Linked DNA regions of Sus scrofa: region 1 is linked to region 2. The links are chromatin contacts, called in public HiChIP or PLAC-seq maps. All regions are on one chromosome and are shown on one strand. Each heading gives the region's core, a stretch centred on a gene start, on an enhancer-like site or on the middle of the called end of the contact. The rest is flanking DNA. Distances are from core to core; before and after follow the strand shown.

Region 1 (6,050 bases), core at 2,526-5,025, 100 kb after region 2:
TAGGTTAAACAAAATATAGCAATTTTTGTGGCCATGCCCATGGCATGTGGAAGTTCCTGGGCCAGAGATAGAACCCACGCCACAACGGTGACTAGAGCCACTGAAGTGACAACAGCTCATCCTTAACCTGCTGAGCCACAAGGGAACTCCAAAATATAGTATTAAAATTAATTTCACCCTTCAAAAGTTACATATGTGGGTTATGTTTTATCTCTATTGAACAGCACTGATCTATATCTAACTACCCACTTACAAAAACTATAGGGAACAGCAGAACTTATTTTTTTGCTTTGTTCTGGGGGAACATTTAAAAAAAAACACAGGATACAATCAACAAAACACAGAATGTAGAAAATCCTTCAAGAGAAATGAGTGAATTTCTTCAACAACAATAAATATTGCAAGGAAAAATGAAACAGGGGGAACTTTTGGATTGAGACTTAAGAGACAGTATCAACTAATCACTATATCAATCATCTCTCATCTTATTTGACTCTCAATTCAAGCAAGCAAACTGAGTGTATGTATAACAATCGGGGAAATATAAACACTAATCATAATATTAAGGACTTAATAACATATAACTTCAATGTTATTCTTTTTTGGCATGATAATAGCTCTAAATTTTTTATTTTTTTTTTTTTGTCTTTTCTAGGGCCGCTCCTGCGGCATATGGAGGTTCCCAGGCTAGGGGTCCAGTCAGAGCTGTAGCTGCTGGCCTACGCCAGAGCCACAGCAACACGGGATCCGCGTTCATGGCAACGCCGGATCCTTAACCCACTGAGCAAGGCCAGGGATCAAACCCGCAACCTCATGGTTCCTAGTCGGATTTGTTAACCACTGAGCCACGACAGGAACTCCTAGCTCTAAATATTTTAAAGAATTTTATCTTATACAGACATATTCTGAAGTATTTACAAATGAAATGACATGATGCCTAGAAGTTATTTTAAATAACCTGGGGGTGGGGAGGAGAGGGGAGGATGGTGTGTGTGTGGGGGCACACACTGAAACAGTTTTGGTCATGAGCTGATAACTGCTGAAACTGGCCACGTAAGAGAGCACTGTACTATTTTACTTTTGCATATGAAGTTTTCCATAAAAAAAATCTAATGGCATTCCTGTTGTGGCTCAGCAGTAACAAACAACTAATATTCATGAAGACGCAGGTTTAACCCCTGGCTCCACTCAGAGAGTTAAGGAGCCGGCGTTGCTATGAGCTGTGGTTTAGATGCGGCTCGAATCTGGCGTTGCTGTGGCTGTAGCTCTGATTCAACCCCTAGCCTAGGAACTTCCATATGCCCTGGAAGTGGCCCTAAAGAGACCAAAAAAAAAAAAAAAAAAAAAAAAATCTAAAAATAAGAACAACAAAAATCAACTTGAAGAGGCTCCCACTGGCCAAGAATGGGACAATTTCAATATCAAAAAGAAAAATGATTCCAAACAGACTTAAACAAACCAAAATACATTTCAACACTAACGTTTATAATAAATACATATTAAAAACCACACTGGTCACCTTTAAAAGTTACAAAGGCAACCAACTCATTCTGAAAGCTGGTAAATAAAGGCAAAGAATTAAGTATTTATCCTACTTTTTCTATATTAACTGCATTTCAAGGGAACTAAACAGTTGATGTGAGTTCTTTTTGGGAATCCATTAATAAATGCAGGAGGAATGAAGGAATCAGAAAATTAGGGAACCCTCCTGCACTGCTGGTGGGAATGTAAACTGGTACAGCCACTATGGAGAACAGTTTGGAGATACCTTAGAAATCTATACATAGAACTTCCATATGACCCCGCAATCCCACTCTTGGGCATCTATCCGGACAAAGCTCTACTTAAAAGAGACACATGCACCCGCATGTTCATTGCAGCACTATTCACAATAGCCAGGACATGGAAACAATCCAAATGTCCATCGACAGATGATTGGATTCGGAAGATGTGGTATATATACACAATGGAATACTACTCAGCCATAAAAAAGGATGACATAATGCCATTTATAGCAACATGGATGGAACTAGAGAATCTCATACTGAGTGAAATGAGCCAGAAAGACAAAGACAAATACCATATGATATCACTTATAACTGGAATCTAATATCCAGCACAAATGAACATCTCCTCAGAAAAGAAAATCATGGACTTGGAGAAGAGACTTGTGGCTGCCTGATGGGAGGGGGAGGGAGTGGGAGGGATCGGGAGCTTGGGCTTATCAGACACAACCTAGAAGAGATTTACAAGGAGATCCCGCTGAATAGCATTGAGAACTATGTCTAGATATTCATGTTGCAACAGAAGAAAGCGTGGGGGAAAAACTGTAATTGCAATGTATACATGTAAGGATAACCTGACCCCCTTGCTGTACAGTGGGAAAATAAAAAAAAAAAAAAAAAAGAAAATTAGGATTTGGCAACCCTTGATGCATCCAGGCAATGATTGTTTGTTAATAGCTGGTAAAGCCAGCTGTGAAAGGCTGATAGGGGCTTGATGGGGCTAAAAACACCTGAACCTGGTGATCATGATAGTTTTTCCTTTTTTAACATTATAGTATATACAATTTTAAACATACACAAAAACGCAAATAATATAATGAACCCCATGTTCTTATTATCAGCTTCAAAAATGGCCAATGTTCTGCCATCTATACCCAATTCTTTTCTATACTCAATTATTTTAAAGCAAACCTGAGACATTTCATCCATAAATATTTCAGCATGTATCATTCTCTAAAACAGGGTTTCTGGAGTTCCCGTCGTGGCTCAGCAGAAACAAATCTTGACTAGCATCCATGAGGACGCAGGTTCAATCCCTGGCTGTGAGCTGTGGTGTTAGGTCGCAGATGCCACTCAGATCTGGCATTGCTGTGGTTGTGTCATAGGCCAGCAGCTACAGCTCCAATTCATCCCCTAGCCTGGGAACCTCCGTATGCCGCAGGTGCAGCCCTAAAAAGACAAAAATAAATAAACAAATAAATAATAAGACAGGGTGTCTGAATCTCAGCACTAATGACTTTTTGGGCCAGATGATTTGTTGTGGGGGCTGTCCTTTGTGCACTGTAGGATGTTTAGCAATATCCTTGCTGTCTACCACTAGATACTGTTAGTAACATCTGCCCTAGTTGTGACAAGTGGGTGCGACAAGACATTACCAAATGTCCCCTGGGGAGGCAAAATCCACCCCACCCATTGAGAGTGACTATTGCAAAAGATATGGATATTTAAAAATTAAAACCACAATGAGGGGGAGGAGTTCCCTGGTGGGCTAGTGGTTAGGATCCCATGATTTCACCATTGCCAGCCAGGGTTCAAACCCTGGTTTGGGAACTGAAATCCCACCTCAAGCTGATACACATTGCAGCCAAAAAATAAATGAAACCACAATACCATTATCACCTTAAAAATATTAAAAGTAATTACTAAACATCATAAACTATTCTGGTCAGTGTGCAAATCATCCTGATGGTGTTATTAAAAAATTTTTTTTATAGGTTTTCAAAGCAGGTTCCAAATAAGGTGCCTATGTTGCAATTCGCTGATATGTCTCAAATCTTTTTTTTTTTTTTTGTCTTTTGTCTTTTTAGGGCCACACCCACGGAATTGGAGGTTCCCAGGCTAGGGGTTGAATCAGAGCTGTAGCTGCCAGCCTACACCACAGCTCACAGCAACGCCAGATTCTTAACCCACTGAGCAGGGCCAGAGATAGCACATTCTCATGGATACTAGTCAGGTTCGTTAACCACTGAGCCACAACGGGAACTCCTCTTAAATCTCATGTAATCTATAAATTCCCCTTCCTCTCTTTCCTTTGCAATGGATTCAAGGGAGGGCCACACATTCTAATTGGTTGATTTGACTCATAGTCTACAGAAGTTCTCCCTTTCTGTTTATTTCTTTCTTCCCGTTTACTTATGGAAGAGACCACATCTTTAGTCCTTTAGAGTTTCCCACAGCCTGGAATTAACTAACTGCATCACTGTGCTTTTATTTAATATGTTTCTCTGGCACCACTGTTTCATATATAAAAGCTTAATCAGATCCTTGTTTGAGCTTTTGGCAAGAGTATTTCATAGGTAATGTTGAGCATTCATCAATCCTATCATTACAAAGATAGAGAGAATTGATACTCAGTGTCTATTGATGGGATGCAAAAGGAAGTTCACAGGTACACAGCACCACCTATGATAAATTCTTGCCAAAAATAAAAAATGAATCCCAATCCAATCAAACCCTAGATTTAACTGCCAGTTTATGGGAAACACAGGGATAGAAGAACATGTTAAATAACATCATAAGATATAATCAGTCAAATTCAGAATAGAGAAAATTGTACAGGACCAATGACCCAGTTTCTTCCATAAATAGGAAGAAAAAAATAAAAAGGGATAAGAAAATGTTAGACCACAAGAGACCAATTTTAACACATGGACCTCACCTGAATCTTGATTTAAACACACAAATAATATTTTTTAAAAAGATATTTATGGGACATTCATGGAAATCTAAATATTTATTAAATATTAGATATTACAGAGTTACTGCTAATTTTTTGTATAATATTATAGTTACAATTTTTTTTGTCTTTTTAGGGCCACGCCCGAGACATTTGGAGGTTCCCAGGCTAGGGGTCCAAACAGAGCTGGAGATGGCGGCCGACACCACAGCCACAGCCACAGCCACACCAGATCTGAGCCATGTCTGCAACCTACATCACAGCTCATGGCAATGCCGGATCCTTAACCCACTGAGTGAGGCCAGGGATCGAACCTGAGTCCTCATGGATACTAGTCAGATTCATTTCCGCTGAGCCACAATGGGAACTCCTGTAGTTACAATTGTTAAAAAGAGTCCTCCTAGAGATATATGTTGAGGTAATTATGAATGGAATATCTGGAATTTGATTTAAAATATGCCAACCAGGAGGGGGAAGGGTATTTTCAGGATTGCCATATGTCTGTCAATCATATGTCATATGTCAATTGTTGAAGGGAAGTGATGGGTACCTAGGGTTCATTATATCATTCTCTCTACTTCTCTATATGTTTGAAAATTTCCATAATAAAAAGTTTGAAAAAATCAAGTTCCCATGACTATAATGTTGGGTTGGAAAGCATCCGAAACTATTTAGGAGGCTCCTGCAATAGTCCATGTGAGAGGTGAAAGCAGCCTGCACTAGAGACACAGTGGAAACAGAATAAAGTCAGATTCAATAGATATTTAGGAGGTCAAGTCAACGGGGCTTAGTAATTCAGTGAATATGCACAGTGGGAGAGGGAGTCAAGGACCAGGCTCAGATTTCTGGTTTGAACCTGTGGCTGGCACTGAGGAGAGGAGGCAGATTTGGGGAGGAAGGCTGGGGTCTGAGATGTGTGCCAGACTAGCGTAGAGATGGCAGCTGAAGACAGGGGAATGGAGGAGACACTCAGGATGAGAGAATGCCACGTGAGAAGGAAAGCATGCCACCCGGGACAGAGCCCTAAGGAACACTCGAGGTCTAGCTGTTCACTGTACAGGAGCCCTTTCTCCGTGTATCTGGGCTGAGAGCGTATACAAGTGGAAGGGGAAGGCCGGCAGCAGGCAGGGACAGGGACAACTGGGGGTGGGGGTGAAAGACGTGCCTGTGCCTGTGTGTGCACATGGGGGGAGACCCTGGAGCACAATTCCACCCACCCTCCCTTGCCAGTTCGCCCCTCTTTCCAGCCATGGTCTAACTCCACAGGACCCCTAGATGGGCTGACCCTTGATGGACAGCTGGGAAGATCTTACCTTCAGATCCTCACACAGGTCACCATAGTCAATCTCGATGAGGGCCTCTCGTGCGTAGATATTGGAGGTTCGTTGGGAGCCACTCACTGAATCCTCCCCCTGGGAGCTACCCTGCAATGGCGAGAGGGAGAGTCGAATGGAGCCGACTGGCCATGAGAGTGCTCCAATAGAGGGGGCTGGGGGCTCTTCCGCATCCTTCTATGTCTTTGAGAAGCACCTTATTAGAAAGCACTTGTGGCAGAAGGAAGAGCAGCTTTGAAGGCACAAAGACCCAAG
Region 2 (6,162 bases), core at 632-3,131:
CTGTTGTCCATCTCTTCACCTTGTTATCCCACGACCTTTTATTTTCTAATCCTGGTGATGAAATTTTTATGCTGGCTCTCACTAGCTTTAATTTCCCCAGGTTCCTTCTCCTCCCTTCATTACCTCTGTTCCTTCCAAGTTTTCGTTTATTTGCTTGCTTGCTTGCTTTTTGGGTCATTCTTGCAGGATGATGGCCTTCCCCAAATAGCCTTGTACTATCTGATCATCTCTGGCTACCTAGGCTTGTTCTTTTGTTTTTGTTTTTCTTTTCTTAATTTTTTATTACTCAAATGAATTTATCACATCTGTAGTTGTATAATGATCATAACAATCTTATTTCACAGGATTTCCATCCCACAGCCCAGGCACATCCCCCCACCCCCCAAACTGTCTCCTCCGGAGACCATAAGTTTTTCAATGTCTGTGAGTCAGCATCTGTTCTGCAAAGAAGTTCCGTCTGTCCTTTTTTTCAGATTCCACATGTCAGTGGAAGCATTGGATGTTGGTGCCTCATTGTATGGCTGACTTCACTTAGCATGATAGTTTCTAGGTCCATCCATGTTGCAAAAAATGCTGGTATTTCATTCTTTTTAATGGCTGAGTAATATTCCATCGTGTATATGTACCACATCTTGATCCACTCTTCTGTTGATGGACATTTAGGTTGTTTCCATGTCTTGGCTATTGTAAATAGTGCTGCAATGAACATCGGAGTACATGTGTCTTTGCGAGTTGTGGTTTTCTCTGGGTAGATGCCCAGGTTGCTTTTTTTTTTTTTTTTAAATGCCAGTTACATTGAAGTTTAATCTACATAAAATGAAATATATCTATCTTAAGAGTCCTTGGCTGGTGATCCCTGGTGATCAGGTCCCACGACACTAACAAGTTGAAGGGAAGCTCTGTGTATAGATGGAGCAGGCCAGGTGGTGGTCCTCACTACAGAGTTAATGGGCCTGTTCTTTTCTTGGAAGACTCCCAAATGTCAGCTTTCTGAAGGCCTTTTTCTGGGGGCTTTTCCATTTCCCCAGAGAAGGATCCTTTTCTCTCTCGTGTCCTCCTGACTGGTGTGCTAGAAGTAGGGAAGCTGGAGGAGGTTGAGGTTCCACTGCTTTAGTCCCCTCGCTTGCAGCCATTTCACTCCATCCTCCACCGTACCTGGTATCTCCAAGCCTGGAGCCTCTTAACTTCGATTTCTCCAAAGAATCAACCTCCATCTAGAGAAATAGAGCTGGTGGGGGCAGGGAGGGAGGGGTGTCCCAGACTGAATAGGGTTTCGTCGTGGAGGGGCCAAAAGGATCTGTTCACAGACTTTCAATATTCTCCTTCTTTTCGATTCTATGCCTCATTGTGCCTTCTGCGTTTCATAATACCTCTGATTCCTGAGCATTTCTGGGACTCTCTGGGTGGAAGGCGTTTACTTCTGGTCAGCATCCCAGACCTTGTGTTTCTACCTTTTTTATTCCCTTACTCATATTTCAGTGGGATTTGGGGAAGCAGCAGAGATAAATAAGTTTATTCAATTTGTTGTGTTTAACAGGAAGTTCCCCTTCTTATTCCAGCCAACTCTTATTCATCCTCTGTGACTCATTTAGGCAAGACCTCCTCCAGGAAGCTTATTGTAATGTCCCTAAGCTGGATGAAGAGCCCCTCCTCTGTTCTCCCACAGGATCCTTTTCTTGCCCCCATCACAGCCCTGATCAAACTGTCTTGAACGTGTCTGTTTCCATCCCTGACTCTCCCTGCAGACTGGAACCTCCTGGCAGTGTGGGGCTGCATCTTAGTCATGACTGTGTCCCCAGTTCCCAGGGTTTGGTCCACAGAGGTACAGAGTAAACAAGCGGTGATGGAATGAATGAATAAATGAATGACTACAAGTATGAATCAGACCCAGCCAGAGGGACCATCTAGAAAAGGAAATGAGTTGAATACAATTGTTCCTATACAAGGCTAGTTCCCTCAAAGCTGTAAGTTCCCTCAAAGCTGTGTGTGCAAAGATGCCCACTGCAGCATGATTTAAACCAGTGAAAAAAATGAGCGCAGTGTCTATGTCCTACGTTGAGAGGATGGTTAAGTACACTATGGTATATCAGTTGCCATGAAAAATGATGCTTCTGAAGAATATGCAATTACATGGGGAAATGCTCAAACAAACAAAGCGAGAAACAATTATATGTGCTGTATCATTTCAACTACATGAAAAGAATGCAGAAAATGAGGGAAATACATCAAATGTTCAGAGTAGCTGCCTCCGTGTGTCCTAATTATGGGTAATGTGTTTCTTCTCTACTTTTCCAAGTTTCTCTAAATTTTCAACTGGAAGAATGCATAAAGTGTATAATTTTTCCTAAGTTCCTAAGAAATGAGGATAAGTATCCTGAGGTATTTAGGAGCAAAATACTGTGATGGAGACCTAAGGGTCTGTCTACATTTGCAACAGCACATGCTGGGAAAGTCCAGGCTCATGGAACACCAGCCCTGCACCTGCCCCTACCCCAACTGCAAAGCAGGATCCAGCTTGGGAAGCCAAAGGAGGAGGGTCACTGAGCCCCGCTTATCACAGATTGCAATATCATAGACTGTACTGGGAAACATCAGCCCCTACGCTGGACACCATTCTTTTTTTTCATTTTTTATTTTTTACTCTTAGGGCTGCACCCGCGGTATATGGAAGTTCCCAGGCTAGGGGTCAAACCAGAGCTACAGCTGCTGGCCTACACCACAGCCACAGCAACACCAGATCAGAGCCGCATCTGTGACCTACACCACAGCTCACAGCAACACCAGATCAGAGCCGCATCTGTGACCTACACCACAGCTCACAGCAATGCCAGATCCTTAACTCACTGAGCGAGGCTGGGGATCAAAACTGCATCTTCATGAATATAAGCCAGGTTCGTTACCGCTGAGCCACAATGGCAATTCCTGGACACCACACTTTAGAGGCCCCCTCTGTGAGGTAATGAGTCTGTGGGGCCATGGGAACATGACCATCAGGATCTCTGGCCCTCTCCCTTCTAGATTGCACTCCAAGTACCTAGAATTCCCTGGCCACTCCTAGTTCTTTTTTTTTTTTTTTTTTTTTTTTTTTTTCCTTTTGGCTACACTCATGGCATGTGGAAGTTTCTGGGCTAGGGATTGAACTCGAGCCACAGCAGCAACCTAAGCTGCTACAGTGACAAGGTTGGATCCCTAACCTGTTGTGCCGCAAGAGAACTCCCCTGGCCGTGGTTCTTGAGCTTACTTGCAGGAATTGTGTGATCTTATTATCCAGGTCCATCCTAGCAGATGGATGGCCAATGGGAAGGGAAAATAGACAGGGCTTGAATGTGGGCTTGGGTGTCCATACGCATATCTCAAGGTTCCATATGAACTATAGGTGGAAAGAGAAGGGGGAAAGGCCAGTGGCCTCAACGGGGTACCTTGCATGGGCTGCAGAAATACAGAGGCAGGGAAAGCCATAGGTCCCTAGGTCTCAACATTGTTAGAAAGGCCTAGCCTTGAGTGTTGGACAGATTTGGGTTCAAATCCATTTATTTGCTGTGCAACCATGGATGAGTCCATTCCCTCGCTGAAGCTCAGCTTCCCCAAACATAACGTAGGTATAATTCCAACCTCAGAGAGTTGTTGTGAGCCTTGCTGAGGGCCCAGTGGCTTAGTGGTTATGAGCACAGGCTTTGGGTCAGACCATGCCAGCTCTGCCCCTCCTAATTATGTGATTTATATCTCTGAGGCACAGTTTGCTCACCAATATGAACAAGATAATAATAGCACTAAACTGATAAAGTTGTTGGAAGGATTATGACCATAATGAATACACAATAACATCAGAAAATATCTAAGTAAGAAAAGGTTACTTGATAAAAGCGCCATGCGAATTTTGGCTGTGGTAGGGCTGACCGAGCCTTCTGCACATCCTCTTGCCCAGCTTTATTTTTCTCCATAGCACTTACCACTATTTGACACATTTTGTATCTTCTTGTTTATTTCTGTTCCTGCCCCCTACATTCATACACTAGAATGTCAGCTCTGCAGGGCAGATGTTTTGTCTGTTTTGTTCCCTGTTTCCAAGTGCCTGGAACAGTGAGAGAGTGAAGATGTTCCTCAATAGTCAAGTATATAGTTGCTACATAACCGGGAGTAGAAAGGTATTCTTGGCCAAGAGAACAGCCAGAATACAGGCATGGAACCATAAAGAAGTCCACTCTGCCGAAGGTATCGCAGACAGTTCAGTACAGCTTGAATGCAGGGTCAGGAAGGGAATAAAGTGGTTAGAAAGATGCCTCCCAAGTTCAACTGCCACCTCAGTCATGATGATGTGAAGGCGAAAGATAAAATCATTTGAAAGATAATTCAGATGGAGAGGAAGCCTCCTTCCTCAGGGGCCCATGGAGCCAAGAATCCGACCTAGAAATGACAAACAGCAGGTCCAGAAGTCATGTGGATGAGGTAAGGGTGACAGCCAAGAAAATCTTACCGATGAGTGTTAAAGAGAAGAACAACTAAATCAACCACAGGACAAATCAGAAACCTTGTTGGATAATGTAACCATTTTCAGCCATGGATCCACACAGCATTGAATGGATCTGGAGCTACATGATCCCCAGGCCAAGATGGTGGTGGGGAAACAAAATGAAGGCCATGGTGGTTGCAGTTGCCAGTTATCTTTTTGCTGATGATTAGTCGTCCTATAGCCCTTCATTACCACTACTCATGGAAAAGTCCTGGGAGGACAATGATGATGATGATGATGATGATGATGATGATGATGATGATGAAGATGATAAAGACTGCTGCATACTTCCAAGGAAACATTTGCCCACTGCTTTTAAAGTGTCTTTTTCAGAAAATAAAGAGGCAGGTATCACTTCATGCTTTTATTTTAAGGAAAAGATACAGGTAGAGACTACAACAAAAACAGCCTTGAAACACCAGGCAAGAGTGTGACCTTCACTGTATAATTGCCAGGGAGCCCCTGGGGGGCCCGGCCCAAGGAGGTCAAATGCTGCCTTCCTAACCTCCCACTCCTTTCGATCACCAAAGCAGGATTTATTTGGTCCTTGGCATTTCTGCCTTCTCATAATCCAAAAAGAATTCAGTGATTATTTATTAAGCACCGACAGTCCAGGTACAGGACTTGTGTTATCTTCATAATAGCTGTGCAAGGTCGTTTTTCTTTTTCTCATCACGTAGATGTGAAAATTGGAGCTCGGAGTAGCAATGTGCTTTACCTAGAGTCACATGGCCAATAAGTAGTAGAAGCCGAGATTCAAGTTTAGGCTTGTCTGATTCCAAAACCAATGCTTTTCACTGCTCCTGCTGTGGCTTCCTTCGGTCATGCCAGATCTAGGCAGCACTTCGTCTCCCACAGCAGCCCGCGAGCTTGGCCTCTCTCCCTCACCCGGCTCTGATCTCCCCCACGCACACAGCATAAGCATCCAGCGGATGCTGCTGGAGGAGACAATCACTGAAGGATGGAAGCAGGGGTCACCAAAAAGGGAAGGTGGCGTTAGGCACAGGTACTACAGGCCAAAGCAGCCCAGCACTATAACACAGAGAGAGAGGAGGGGAGAGAGAGAGAAGAGGAGGAAAATGGAACTGGCTCTCCAGCCCTCCCTTCTTGCTTCCCTCTGCTGGAGGCAGAAGGATGGAGGTTCAGCCATGACGGGAAAGAAAGTGGGCGGAAGGGGTTGCAGCTCTAGCAGCCTGCTATTGCCGAAGCTTCAGCTCAGCCTCAGAGCCCCCTCCTGTGCACTTGGGGCCTGTCCTGGGCCCACTTGCTCCCACTGCTTAAGCAAAGGAGGCTAGGCTGTTCTCTAAGCACCCACCCAATCCTGCCAAAGCACAGCTCACAGCAGACCCAGACCCTCTTAAGCCAGGGTGAGGTCATCTTGAGAGGTGGAGGGGCTGGCTGGAGGGTTCAGATGGAGGCAGTGGCAGGGCAGGGGTCAGAACACAGGTCTCCAGTTCCTCAGCTGAGGGCTCTCTTGGCTGCATGGTCTAGATGGCAGAGGTTGAGGAAAAGGGCTGCTCGCGAGGCTGCCACAGGAATGCTCAGGACAGGGCTGGAGCCAGAGGCAACACATTCCAAAATGAGGCCATATAGGGTTGGGTATTTTGGAGGTTTACTAATGACTTCCATGCTCAATCTGGATTGAGAAAGCA

Evidence for each region. HiChIP or PLAC-seq counts read pairs in DNA pulled down with a chosen protein or histone mark.
Region 1: a contact with region 2 is called in an H3K27ac HiChIP or PLAC-seq map of alveolar macrophages. The contact joins two enhancer-like sites. A contact is called at or near these places in 2 of 47 Hi-C or Micro-C datasets (embryonic fibroblasts and epiblast stem cells) and 1 of 2 datasets of contacts at active chromatin or transcription factors (alveolar macrophages).

Annotation. Positions count from the first base shown.
Region 1 is chrX:46,172,601-46,178,650 of Sscrofa11.1, forward strand. SMC1A (structural maintenance of chromosomes protein 1A) reads right to left here. Exons shown (of 23, transcript XM_005673650.3): 19 at 5,775-5,885. Among named protein-coding and RNA genes, the nearest start is that of SMC1A, 27 kb to the right of the region's middle. Within about 2 kb of position 3,776, at least 3 of the 83 cell types and tissues checked have an H3K27ac peak or open chromatin away from gene starts, as enhancers often do. A contact at or near this core is called in alveolar macrophages, where this site is marked.
Region 2 is chrX:46,074,495-46,080,656 of Sscrofa11.1, forward strand. The region is part of intron 1 of IQSEC2 (IQ motif and SEC7 domain-containing protein 2); the gene reads right to left. Among named protein-coding and RNA genes, the nearest start is that of IQSEC2, 17 kb to the right of the region's middle. Within about 2 kb of position 1,882, at least 2 of the 83 cell types and tissues checked have an H3K27ac peak or open chromatin away from gene starts, as enhancers often do. A contact at or near this core is called in alveolar macrophages, where this site is marked.